2 separate regions of the Sus scrofa genome follow, and region 1 is linked to region 2. A link is a contact called in public HiChIP or PLAC-seq data. All regions are on one chromosome and are shown on one strand. The core of a region is the stretch at or near the end of the contact, and the rest is flanking DNA. Distances in the headings are between cores, read along the strand shown.

Region 1 (7,071 bases), core at 1,338-3,837, 260 kb after region 2:
TTCTTTTCCCACTGCCCCTTTGCAAATCTGCTTGCTCCTGGATCCCATTCTCATTTTTCTGTTTATACTGCCAGAGGCATCCACCTCCCTCACTTTGTAAAAATCATTCTTTCTGCAGCCATCCTCTCCCTCTTCCCATTTCAGCCTCTGTCCTGGTGTTTCTGTCTCATGAAGATTTATGAATGCTCAGGTGGCTCCTATCTTAAAGCAGAAACAAAATAGAACAAGCACCATGAAACCCAAGCCTTCCCCAGTATCTCCTCTCTTAGCTGCCACTTTCTCCTGCCTTCTCTGTGATGAGACTTTTGGAGAGGATGTTCTACTTTCTGGCTTGTAGGAATCATCACTGCTGCACAATAAATAAGCATAAACTTTGTGCCTTAAAAGGATACACATTTCTTATCTCAGAGTTTTCATGGGTTAGGAATCCAGGCATAGCTCATCAGGCTGCAGGCCACAGGGCACCAGGGCTGTGGTCTCATCAGAGGCTCAACCGGGGAAGAATCTGCTGCTAAGCTCACTGAGGTTGTTGGCACAAAGCATTTACTCGCAGTGGTGGGACCTAGGTCACCCTCGGTTCCTAGAGGTCACTGAACTTCTGTGACAAAAGGGGGTTTCACTTACTGCATGGCAGCTTCCTTCCTCCCAGATGGTGAGGGAGGGAGAGAGAGCCATTCCAGCAAGGTGGAATCATGGGAGTGCTACCCCGACACCTTTGCCTCACTCTCTTGGTTAGAAGTGAGTCCCAGATCCTGCCCACACTCAGAGGAAGGAATTAAACTGAGGGGTGAGCAGTGGGAGATGAGATTGCTGAGGGTCACCTTAGTCTGTCCACCACATCTCAGGCTGCTCATTTCCATTCACTCCTTAAACCAATATCTTCTTTTTTATTTGTTAAAAAAAAAAAAAAATCCCTACCACTTTATTGAAACTGATCTCAGAGGCAGAATTAGCTACAGAATGTGGTCTCAGGGCAAAATAACAGGGTGGGGCTCCCTGTTCAAAAATTATTAAGTTCAGGATGGCGACAGCAATGCATTCAACCCTGTGTGTGGCCCTTCGGCGCGGGGGGACGGCAGAGGTCCCCAGCTGTGAGGCCAGCCTTGCAGGGAGGCCACCCTCTCTGTTATTAAATCCAGAAGGTGCTTCCTTGGGCTCTTTCTCACTTGACCTCTCAGCAGTTGCACTTGACCGTTTACCACTGTTGAGAGAGCACCTTGCCTTCTAGAACGTTCTCACATCCTTGCACTTCTGAGACCTCGTGCTCTCCCGGTTTCCCTTCTCTTTCCACATCCTCCTCTTCCATTTCCTCTGTAGCATCCTCCTCTTTATGTACCCTTTTTTCGTTTTGTTTTGTTTTTTTTGTCTTTTTGCCATTTCTTGGGCCACTCCCACGGCATATGGAGGTTCCCAGGCTAGGGGTCTAATCGGAGCTGTAGCTGCCGCCCTACGCCAGAGCCACAGCAACGTGGGATCCGAGCCACATCTGAGACTTACACCACAGCTCACGGCAATGCCAGATCGTTAACCCACTGAGCAAGGCCAGGGATCGAACCTGCAACCTCATGGTTCCTAGTCAGATTCGTTAACCACTGCGCCACGACGGGAACTCCTATGTACCCTTTTTTATTTGGGAGTTTGGCGGGGCACCTTTGTCACCCTATGAGGAATAGCAGTTTCCATAACCTTGGTTGCTTGTGGATTTGGCGTTCCCAAGTCTTGGTAGCTAGCCCGTGTTGACTCCCAGCTCGGGCACTCACGTCCAGGGCTTCCTGTATGGTATTTGCTCGCTGGTGTGCTTTATGGGCATCTAAATGCAGAGTGTCTCATGGTGACCTTGTCTGCTCTGACCCAACAAGCTTGTTTCTTGAGAGTCTTCCATTGTGGCGAATGGCTCTGCTCTCTGCCAGGCGAGTTGGGATTTCTGGTTGTGCTCTCCTCCTGTCTTGAGTCCCCTCTTCCTTCTGATCATTCTTGCTTGTACTCAGGGTCTTTGCCTCCACAGGGCTGTGAAGGGCTGGTCCTGGACTGTATGGACAATCTTTCTGTCCACAGAGTCACCTGGGCTTCCTCTGTTACACCCAGTGTGCTTCATTGCCCCTCCTGTGTTAAGCATCTGCTTTCCCCCTTAGAGTATGAGCCTTCTGAGAGCAGGGACTTGGTGGGTTTTTGTTTCTTTGGTTTTTGGCTGCGTTTGTGTCATGTGGGAGTCCCGGGGCCAGGGGTCGAATCTGTGCCATAGCAGTGAGCTGACTCACAGCTGTGGCCATGCTGGATCCTTAATCTGCTGCCCCAAAAGAGAACTCCAGGACGTGGCTTTGTTCACTGCTTTATCCTCATTTTTGGAAAGTCAGACACCTGCTACACCCTCAAAAAATAATGTATTTTAATGAAAGAGTTTTTTATTTCCAACCTGATTTTTTGTTTTATTTATTTATTTATTTAACGGCTGCCCTGCTGCATTTGAAAGTTCCTAGGCCAGGGGTCAAGTCGGAGCTGCAGCTGCCAGCCTACACCATAGCCACAGCCACAGCCACAGCAGCACCAGATCTGAGCTGCATCTGTGACCTATGCCCCAGTTTGCGGCAACACTGGATCCTTAACCCACTGAGTGAGACTAGGGATCAAACCCACATCCTCATGGAGATAGAGTTGGGTTCTCAACCCACTTAAATCCATTGAGCCACAGTGGGAACTCCTCAACCTCATTTTTTCAAGTGTGACTGTTATGTTCCTTTGTAGAGACTGTATGTTTTGGAAAAACAGGACAACACTCTAGAAGAATTCCTGTTTTGGAAATGCTAGGAATATCTGTAACATAGTTGGAACCTTTTGATTGGATTGTTGTTGATTAGTAATTAAAGTTGTAACAGGCACCAATGGGGTGTTTTCTTATTTCTCTTGAGTTCTGGCGGTGCTAATTTGGGGGCGAGCATGCGTCATTGGGTTTGCAGAATTCAAAGAATTGCTTTGTGTAACTCGGTAGAAGGAAGTAGAAACAGATAGCGATAGCTGTGAAGATAAGTATGCATCAGCCACTATCATTGAGTCTCGCTTGCTCTTACCCCAGATGTGTTTTGATAATTTTTGTTTGTTTTTTTTAACCAACCAGTGGAGAGGTAATTGTGGTTTAGAGATCTCCAGCGATGATTTTCCAAGATCCTCTTTTCCTTGCAGTGTCTGCTTTTAAAAAGTATGTTACTAGAATGCCAAAATACATTTAGGTAGTTGGGGGCCTGATTAATTTAGAGACTAAACGTGGGCCAGAAGAGGAAGGATTCCATCCAGTGTGAAGACTGCCAATTTATCAAAGGTCTTAGAGAAGTCGCCCTTTAAGCAGAAGTCAGTCACAAGCAAACAAGATAATACATTGCTTTACTTGTGAAAGACACCCTTAATTTTATAGCCTAGTGGTTCTCAAACCTTTTGATTTTAAGATCCCTTTATGCTGTTAAAAGTTTTGGGTTTCAGGATCCCTTTATGCTGTTAAAAGGTATTTGAGGACCTTCAAAGCCCACCCCCCCTTGTTATAATATCTTTTTTTTTTTTTTTTGGCTTTTTGCCTTTTCTAGGGCCGCTCCCAAGACATATGGAGGTTCCCAGGCTAGGGGTCGAATCAGAGCTGTAGCCGCCGGCCTACGCCAGACCCCCAGCAACACAGGATCCGAGCCTCGTCTGCAACCTACACCACAGCTCACAGCAATGCTGGATCCTTAACCCACTGAGCAAGGCCAGGGATGGAACCTGCAACCTCATGGTTCCTAGTCGGATTCGTTAACCACTGAGCCAGACGGGAACTCCCTATATTATCTATTAATTATTTACTGTGTTAGGACTTAAATAAGACATTTTAAAAAGTCACTTAAAATGGCAAAGATAGCAATAAGTGCATTACATATTAGCTAAAGACCATTTGTGTTGAAAAATATTTTTTCCAGAAATGGAAAAAAATAGTGAGATGAACATTATTTCGCATTGGCATACATTTCTTTAATGATTTTTTTAAAATGAAAAATAGCTTTTTTCCAGAATTTAAAAAAAATTAGTGAGACTGGTTGGCATTATTTTACATTTTTGCAAAGCTATTTCATAACCAGCTTTAATAGAAAACAACTGGGTTCTCCTATTTGTTTCTACATTCAGTCTGATGATGGGTTGTTTTGGTCAAAGTACATGCAGAAAATCCAGTCTCACACAGAGCTGTAAAGGTAGGTGTACTGAAACTGTTTTCAAAGAATTCTGGATGGTGCAGTGTGGATTCTGAAACCACAGCAATGATCTCTCCTTACTCCGTCACAGTAAAAATTCATTCAGTTATCTTCATTTTGAATAGGACAGAAGAGGGATGGGTGAACCAGTTATAATACACCTGTATAATGCATATTATGCAACCATATTTTAAGAATATTTTGTCACAGATGAAATGCTTCCAAATGTAATAAACTATCTTGTATGATCCTCATTTTTGCTAAAAAAATGAAAAGAGGTGTGTGTTTGTATTATCTGAAAAAAATATCAAAATATGGATGTTGAGTAATACATTCACAGAGGGTATCTTATTTTCGTTATGCTTTTCTGATTTTCCAAATTTTCTGTGATCACACTGCTTCTGTAACCAGCCAGGTGGGGAGTTTTTTTGTTTTTTTGGTTTTTTTGTCTTTTTGTTTTTGTTGTTGTTGTTATTGTTGTTGTTGCTGTTGTTGCTATTTCTTGGGCCGCTCCCACGGCATATGGAGGTTCCCAGGCTAGGGGTTGAATCGGAGCTGTAGCCACCGGCCTACGCCAGAGCCACAGCAACGCGGGATCCGAGCCGCGTCTGCAACCTACACCACAGCTCACGGCGATGCTGGATCGTTAACCCACTGAGCAAGGGCAGGGACCGAACCCGCAACCTCATGGTTCCTAGTCGGATTCGTTAACCACTGCGCCACGACAGGAACTCCTGTTTGTTTTTTTTTAAATAGAGAAATAAGCATATCTGTTAAGTCTTTTCCCCCATCTATAGATCATCTTTCACATGAAAACCCCAGTTTTTATAGTGGGAGTGGTAATAACAAAGATCCCTTCCCCCCACTCAAGTTTTTGTCTGGGTAACACACACACTTTTTTTTTTTTTTTTTTTTTTTTGGTCTTTTTAGGGCTGCACCTGTAGCATATTGGAGGTTCCCAGGCTAGGGGGTGAATTGGAGCTACCGCTGCTGACCTACGCCAGAGCCACAGCAACTCGGGATCTGAGCCAAGTCTGTGACCTACACCACAGCTCATGGCAACACCGGATCCTTAACCCACAGAGTGAGGCCAGAGATCAAACCTGCTTCCTATGGATAGTAGTTGGGTTCCTTACCACTGAGCCACAGTAGAAACTCTTTAACTTTTCTGTGGCTGTTTTCAACTGCAGAACTTTTCAGACTCTTATAGTAATGATTTCTTAGAGAAACTTTATTCAAGACTCATTCCAAAAAATATTGATTGTTGAACTTTATAGCAGGGATGTGATTTGCTTTTCCTCTTTTTTGCTGCACCTCAGGCAAGCATGGATTCGCTGCGTCCTCATGGATTCTAGTCAGGGTCGTTACCGCTGAGCCACAACAGGAACTCCCAAGTGTGGATTCTTATCTGAGTAAAATAGCAAAAGGATCTTATCCTACAGTGATGATAATGGAGCTCCTCTCAGAGTTGAGAAAGAGCCTGGAAATTAGCACAATTAACCTCTCAGTTATTGCAGTGACTGCCTCTGAGTCCTTATTGTCCAGGGGTGTGGCATTTCTCTTTACAGTTTTATGGCTGGAAGTTGAAGTGTCTGCTGAGAGATCCAAAGGGCACCTCACCTCTGGGATTAGCTTCCCGCTTCCCCCTGGATTTAGAAAGAGTGTTTGCTCGCTGTTCTGTCGTCGCTCACGTAGTTCCCATCCCAGAGTATGGCTGCTTTAAGGCTTTTGTCCTCTGTCTGGGGACAGGAACCCAAATCTGCTGCTGGTCTATTTCCCTGAAAATGGAGGATTGCCTTGTGTTGCTACTTCTTTGTTTTATGTTCTTCATGATATGATTAGGTGATTATTGAGGAGCCTACATGAGCTGCAAAGTACCCACAAAGCAGGAAATTAGCAGTTCCGAGTTCCGTACTTATCTGAAAGATACAATGTTCCTTGGACATTTCCAGCTGAACATACAGCTCTGTGGCAATGTTTGCAACCTCTCCCAAGACTGTTTACATCGGCAAAGCTCACTTTGAGGAATAAACTGTGATGGGAAACTACTAATCGCTCATCTTAATAATATTTAACATTAAGAGATCTACTAAGAGTTCCCTTGTGGTGCAGTGGGTTAAGGACCTGGCATTGTCACTGCTGTGGCTTGAGTCTCTGCTGTGGCACGGATTCAGTCCCTGGCCCAGAAATTCCCACCTGCTGTGGGCATGTCAAAAAAAAAAAAAAAATAGCATTCTAGGTTTTGCTTAAAACAACTGAGAATATGCTACTTGGGGTGTCCATGATGGTTAAGGTCATTAAATTTGGAAATGTTCTAATTTAATTTTAGTCAGATTTTATGCGTTGAGCTGAGCATTTTGGAGGCAAAGAAATACACTCCAGACATATCTAGTGGTTTCTTCCATGTATAATTGAAACCCCTCTTTGAATTTAATTATTTCTTGGATCTGTCATCATCTTTTTTTTTTTTTTTTTTTTTCCCCTTAAGTCCCATTTTATTACTGAGGGCGTACAAATCGCTTTCCCCTTCCCTTGGGTGGTTGATATGCCTCTTCCAGCTTTCTCTTCTGCCGTACTTTCCACGTTGGTTAAAGTGTTTGTAGAGATAGCTGATGCCTTTGTTGAGGTTGTGCAGGTCATCAGTGAACATCCGATTTCCAGCCCTTCTCTTCTTTCGGATGCAATGCTGCAGTTCATTCCCCTTCCAGCCTCGAAGCCATATGGGGCCCTTGATCAGTTCTTTGGGGTGTTTTTCAAGGTTTCCCAGGATCCCGATGATACATACCATACACCCCGAACATGGCCCTCTTCTTGTTCCAACGATCAACTGCTTTGCTGGGGGGGGACAGTGACCCTTAAGTGG
Region 2 (7,165 bases), core at 853-3,352:
CTGTTGTGTAGGCTGCAGACACAGCGTGGATCCTTCATTGCTGTTGCTGTGGTGTAGGCCAGAAGCTACAGCTCCCATTCAACCCCTAGCCGCGGGTGTGGCCCTAAAAAGACGAAACGACCAAAAAAAAAAAAAAAAAAAAAGAAGAACTAGAACAAAAAGTGCTTCTTCAAAGAAATTTGAAACATAAAATATGTAAAATTACCATTCCTCTACCTGCAAGGTAAGTTAACTGTTAAAACTGCTTGCTAAGTAGTGATTGATGGCCCTATTTCTAAACATGTTTTATAACTGAAATTTGCAGTAAAATCAACAATTTCCTCCCTTGAGCTAGTATACCTTTATGACAAAAAGCAGTATAGATCTTTACTTTTTTTTCTTTTTCTTTTTTTTCCTTTATTTATTTATTTATTTTATTTATTTATTTATTTACTTTTTTGTCTTTTTGCTATTTCTTTGGGCCGCTCCCGCGGCATATGGAGGTTCCCAGGCTAGGGGTCGAATCGGAGCTGTAGCCACCGGCCTACGCCAGAGCCACAGCAACTCGGGATCTGAGCCGTGTCTGCAACCTAACGCCAGATCGTTAACCCACTGAGCAAGGGCAGGGACCGAACCCACAACCTCATGGTTCCTAGTTGGGTTCGTTAACCACTGCGCCAGGACGGGAACTCCCCTAGATCTTTACTTTAAAACATTTTTTTTAATTACAAAAATTTTGTTTTACCGCCATATCTGCGGCACATGGAAGTTCACGTGCTAGGGGTTGAATCGGATCTACAGGTAAGGCCTATGCCACAGCCATGGCAACACCAGACCCAAGACACATCTACGACCTATACAGCAGCTGCAACAATGCCAGGTCCTTAACCCACTGAGTGAGGCCTGCGACTGAAAACCGCATCCTCATGGACACAATGTCGGTTCGTAATCCACTGAGCCACAACAGGAACTCTAGAACTTCATTAAACAAGTGAGAAATTATTACCTTTTCAAGACCTTTTTTCACCCAGTTTAGTCAAACTGATGAAAATGTTTCAGCTACTTTTTTTTTTTTTTGTCTTCTTAGGGTCACATGGGCGGCATATGGAGGTTCCCAGGCTAGGGGTCAAATCAGAGCTGTAGCTGCTGACCTATGCCACAGCTACAACGCCAGATCTGAGCCATGTCTGTGACCTGCACCACAGCTCATGGCACCGTGGGATCCTTAACCCACTGAGCGAGGCCAGGGATCAAACCTGCATCCTCATGGATGCTAGTCAGATTTGTTTCTACTAAACTACCAAGGGAATTCCTCAGCTACTTTTTAGAGCAATAATGTCCCATATATAACCTTTATCTATTGAGTCATGATGGGCCAAACAAGATTAGGATTTTGAATGGCATAATTACCTACAGTAACAAAACTAAAATATTCCTTATGGTAGCAGATTGTTAATTAAACACTCTGTAAGACATTAATTCACTGGAATATGACTATAACATAGTCTTCTACACTTCTAAGAACTCTTGAGACGGTAATGAGGCCTCAGTGCCTATACCTTCCTTCATCCAGACATAAGGCAGCCACCGAAGAATCTGGAACTTGAGATCCAAGTTCACGTAATTCAGTATCTGGTGGTCCCTTACACTAAGTAAAAAATTCAAGTACACTGCCCTGTGAAGCTTGGCTTCTCTGCTTCTCCTCTGCCAGAACAGACTTTATAACCTTAGACACGAAAATATCCAGTACACCAGAAAAAAACACGTCCTCCTGTGAAAAAGGGTGATTTCAAATAAACTAAGAAAAATATTAAACCTGAAGATAAACTTCAAATGAAATAGGTCATCAAGTCCATTAATACTCACCTCTGAAACTCAGAAGCTAGGTACTGTGCTAAGGTTTCTGTGAAATGTGTGCCTCCGATGTTATTATCAGTGTTTGTTGAAAGAACACGATATATTCCACTGTTAACTTGCATGACACTGATAGATAAGGATGTGCCTCCAAGTTTGAATACCAGAATATTGCTTAAGAAAAAGATAACATGACTAAGTTAAGAGAGGATCACAATACTGCAAAGCCAGGCTGGACTTCTTCAACTAAGACGTCACTTAGATTAATCCCCTTAAATCACAGATGAGGAAAGTGAAAAATCTCACATGAGTAATTAAGTCACCCATGGTCATCACTTAGTGACAAATCAAGCCTAGAAACCAGATCTTCTGATTCTGAGTCAAAGCTCTTTTTCATTTAGTTGTGCTGCTAAAACTGTATTCTTCTGAGTAACTGGAGTTCAAAACACTAACTTCTCAAAGTAAATAAAAATGAGAGTTGTAATTAAAGTGAATTGTAAGAGAATCAATATAGAAATTTTGTTAAAATTGTCCTAGCTACTAACACAATAGCATGTTCTATAAATATAAAACATACGCAAAACTAGGGACAAATTTCCTATATATCAAAATTCAAAATTTTTGCTATTCTATATTTATATTCCACCTAAAAATAACTTCCTAGTGATTTATACATATTAGTGGTTTTTTTGGCTTTTTGGGGCTGCACCTGCAGCATATGGAGGTTTCCAGGCTAGGAGATGAATTAGAGCTACAGCTGCTGGTCTATACCACAGCCATGACAACACTGGATCCTTAACCCACTGAGCGAGGCCAGGGATTGAACCTGCATCCTCATGGATACAAGTCGGGTTCGTTTCTACTGAGCCACGGTGGGAACTCCATTAGTTCCTTTAACTGAGATATGAATGAAATGACTCCATTAGGGAAAATTAATACATATGAATTGATTTCCCTAAAGTTGTATAATGTGTCCGGTCAATTAAGACACATTTTGACAATTAAATTAGGAGTATGTCTTACTCTTTCATTATCAAACGAAGTCTTGATGCTGGATTTTCCCCTTCTCCTGCCAAGACAAATGTACATAAAAGTCCTCACTGTTTCTAAGCAAGCTTTTTTTTTTTTTTGGCTTTTTAGGGCTGCACTTGAGGCATTTGGAAGTTCCCAGGCTAGGGGTTGAATCGGAGCTGCAGCAGCTGCCAGCCTACGCTTCAGCCACAGCAATGCCAGATCTGAGCCACATTTGCTACTGACACAACAGCTTGCAGCAATGCTGGATCCTTAACCCACTGAGTGAGGCCAGGGATCAAACCACATCCTCATGGATACTAGTTGGGTTTGTAAACTACTGAGTCACAACAGGAACTCCTCCTAAGCATGTTTAATAATGAAAATTGATAGTAAAATCAACAGTGCTCTAGAGCTTCAGTTGGAACTTGGAGGGACTTATAATTTCAAATCTTCCTCCCCTAAAGGGACAAAGTGTAGGTGATGAGAGAAGGGGGGGGGAAGGCTCAACCTTCCCTCCTGTTACATCCTCTCTCTGCTTTCCTAGGACATCTTTCTCACCTATTTGAAAAACTCTAGGTGAAAGTTTTGACGTCTTTCTATCCACAGAGGCTTAGAACCACTGCGTAATATACCAATCTCTACTGATATAATTGCTATAATCTATTTTCTGCACTGAAGAACTTAAAGCTGCAACTATGGTTTTTACCTTTTTCCAGTGGGAGAGTCTTGTCCAATTCCATAAGCCAAAAGAGCTGCAGATGGTTCGTGGATTAGTCGCAAAACATTAAAGCCAGCAGCTCTGGCTGCCTCCCTGTGGACAATTCGTTTTTAATGAACTTAGTGTCACCACATGTTCAGGTCTACATTTTCAGAAATGCTCTGCTAAAGATTTTATGCAATAGCAAATAAGATTTCACAAGTAGAACGTGAAGGGTAATGATCTTTAGACGATAACCCAACATAAGAAATGGGCCTAAGGCCTTAAAAGCAGATCACTTTCTGTTTAAAATAATGTTAAGAAGTCAAAGAAAGTACCATGTGCTTACAGTGAATAAGGAAAAGAAAGCTCCCCAAATGCTCAAGCTTGCAAACTTCAGAAAGAGAGATTAGGAAATATTTAAAATACGTTCTATAATATTCTAATTTATTTAATTCAGAGGCACGGTTTTATTTTATTTTTATTTTTTAAAATTTTCATTTATTTATGTTTGGCTTTTTAGGGCCACACCTGCGGCATATGGAGGTTCCCGGCCCACACCACAGCCACTCAGGATCCTTAACCAACTGAGCAAAGCAGGGATCGAACCCACATTCTCATGGATCCTAGTCAGGTTCGTTAACTGCTGAGCCACGAAGGGAACTCCTAGAGGCACAGTTTTAACATCCCACAAGTACAAGTACATAAAGCAATTCTCTGCCCCAGAAGCCACTTGGGTGTTTCAGCGAAGCCCCACAGGGAACTCTATCCACAGAGCAAAAGTGTGGGAGCTTGCCAGTCACGTTTGAGGAATGACCTGTAAAAACTAAATACAACTTTTTGTTTAGATGTTAAGCTAAGGTTAAAAAACAGTGGCGAATATTTTCTACAACTGCATATTTTTAATATAATTCCCACATAAGCCTCTATCACTTGAAAGCAAGGTAACGTGGCTTGTAAACATCTTAACCTAGTAAGTGAAAATGTTTCCAATCAAAACAGCTAAGAAAGTATATCTAATTTTATGGTTTTTTTTGAAATTCATAAAATATAGGAAATACTAACGATTATTATCATACTTTTTACCACAGGATTTACAAATGTAAATATATATATGTATATTTACACATGTATTTACACATACAATTTCATTGTGTAAGGAGTTTTCCAACACAATTTTACCTTTTACTATATAGCAATATTGCAAAATTTCTATTTCCTTTAACTAAACAAGAGAAACCCATACCATACTTACCCAAGAGCATTTTTTTGCTTTTCTCCAAAATCAAATGGAACAGTAATAACAACATCATTTGCATCTGGGCCCAAGACAGAATGTGCTGTTTCTGTGTGTGGAAAAAAGTATTTTAAACGTTCATGAAACTTACTTTGCTAATCATGTCATGATATACATAAGTCAAATCATTACACTATATACTTTAAACTTACACAGTGCTGTATGTCAATTATACTGCTATAAAACTAGAAGAAAAAGATAAAAATGAATTCTGGGGGTTCCTGTTGTGGCTCAGCAGAAACGAATCTGACTAGCATCCATGAAGACGCAGGTTCAATTCCTGGCCTCACTCAGTGCGTTAAGGGTCTGGCGTTGCCGTGAGCTGCAGTGTAGCTCCCAAATGCAGCTCAGAGCCCACGTTGCTGTGGCTGTGGCATAGGCCAGTGGATATAGCTCCGATTCGACCCCTAGCCTGGGAACCTCCACATGCTGTGGGTGCAGCCCTAAAAAATAAATGAATTCTGACAACATACAAAAATGTCAAGTGACACTTTTGAGGTTTATTAATGCACGCCAAAGATCTTCTCACACAAAGATTTTCCACATCACCTAACTGGTCCACCCCACTGATCTTCTCTTGCACTATTAAATTGTGCACTCCTTTTTGTGGTTTTGGTATAGTTTGTGGATGGAATGAAATACATGCCAAAGCGCCCAGCTCTTAGGCTTCCAAGTTTCAACCATCTCCCAAAGGGGACTGGTTCCAGGGAGAATGAGCTTCTAATTCATCAACATGAAGACAGACTAACATGATGAAAGGCTGCCTTCCACCCCACAAGTTTATCAAATTCTAGAGCTGAAGTGAGCCTTGGAAATAATCTGCTCCAGAATCCCTCAAGTGGTTTCACAGAGGACTGCTCGGCTCTGAGCCTTTGCCAGAAGCAGTGATAAAACCAGACCCGCTTCATCTGCCTATATTACCATGGAGAGTGCACTGTCAGTCTTGAAGGAGATAAAACATTTACCATTCCCTAAACTTATTTGGCCACTTCAGTTGAGAAGTTTTGAGAATAATGAGTTTGCCCAAATCATTTACATTACCTGTAGAGAAGTCAAATCAGGGAAATAAGTCACTTAACCAAGGTCACAGGGCCAGTGAAGAGCCCAGTCAGATCTAGCATAATTGGGTCTCCTCACTGCTCATCCGAGACTCCTAACTTTATTTTTTTTGGCTTTTTAGGAACATACCCTCGGTATGTAGAAGTTCCCATGCTAGGGGTCGAATTGGAGCTGCAGCTCCTGGCCTACACCTCAGCCACAGCAATGTAGGATCTGAGCTGAGTCTGCAACCTACATCACAGCTCATGGCAACGCCAGATCCTTAACCCACTGAGCGAGGCCAGGAACTGAACCCACGTCCTCATGGATTCAAGTCGGATTCCTTACTGATGAGCCACGGTGGGAACTCTGACACCTCTAACTTTTTTAAAAGATTAACTTTTAAAAAGATCTTTTCTGGAGTTCTCATTGTGGCATAGCAGAAACGAATCCGACTAGTATTCATGAGGATGTGGTTCGATCCCTGGCCTCGCTCAGTGGGTTAAGGATCTACCATTACCATGAGCTGTGGTGTAGGCTGCAGATGCTGCTCAGATCCTGTGTTCCTGTGGCTGTGGTGTAGGCCAGCAGCTGCAGCTCCAATTTGACCCCTAGCCTGGGAACTTCCACACGCTGTGGGTGCAGCCCTAAAAAGCAAAATAAAAACAAAAATAAAAAAATAAAAAGATCTTTTCTTTTGCTCAGTACCTTTCATTTTACTAAATATCAGTCTGGCAACATCTTCTGGGTTGACAAATTTCATTTCTTCTCCAGTATCTATTTCATATCGTAACTTCCCATTCTTTTCAATGACCTATAAAGGAAATTAAGTGTAGTGAATAAGGAATAAGTTAATAAAGATACAAAGTTTCAAATCAGTATAATTGGTCTTGACCTTGGCAATTACTTTATGTAACAGCGAAGTAATAATAGAAGCATACTCACTAAACATTTACTTTCCGAGATGTATTTCTGAGCCTGTGGATCATCAGAGCTGTCCATAAAGATAAAAATAATTAGGTATTTATATCAATATTGTTGATATAAAAGTTTTAAAGAGTATATTCTTCATTACCACTCAACAAATATAAAAATATAAATACAATTAGGTTCCTTAGTATTAAAAAATCTTGAAACAATATAGTAGATTTAGATAGTAGATGAAATGGATGCAGTACCTACAATGGTTATAGTAATTCTATTAAAGTGTTAAATCTTCACATTTTAAAGTAAATAGTTCTTGTTCTGATCTTACTACCAACAGAGAGTTATACATTTGGGGATGA

The links. HiChIP or PLAC-seq counts read pairs in DNA pulled down with a chosen protein or histone mark.
Region 1: a contact with region 2 is called in an H3K27ac HiChIP or PLAC-seq map of alveolar macrophages. The contact joins two enhancer-like sites. A contact is called at or near these places in 1 of 5 promoter capture datasets (liver), 1 of 47 Hi-C or Micro-C datasets (liver) and 1 of 2 datasets of contacts at active chromatin or transcription factors (alveolar macrophages).

What each region holds. Positions count from the first base shown.
Region 1 is chr10:47,175,449-47,182,519 of Sscrofa11.1, forward strand. All of the region lies in intron 1 of FAM107B (protein FAM107B), which reads left to right. Among named protein-coding and RNA genes, the nearest start is that of FAM107B, 38 kb to the left of the region's middle. Within about 2 kb of position 2,588, at least 6 of the 83 cell types and tissues checked have an H3K27ac peak or open chromatin away from gene starts, as enhancers often do. A contact at or near this core is called in alveolar macrophages, where this site is marked.
Region 2 is chr10:46,918,094-46,925,258 of Sscrofa11.1, forward strand. HSPA14 (heat shock protein family A (Hsp70) member 14) reads right to left here. Exons shown (of 14, transcript NM_001243393.1): 4 at 6,825-6,873; 5 at 6,588-6,693; 6 at 4,800-4,890; 7 at 3,554-3,658; 8 at 1,846-2,007. Among named protein-coding and RNA genes, the nearest start is that of HSPA14, 14 kb to the right of the region's middle. Within about 2 kb of position 2,103, at least 2 of the 83 cell types and tissues checked have an H3K27ac peak or open chromatin away from gene starts, as enhancers often do. A contact at or near this core is called in alveolar macrophages, where this site is marked.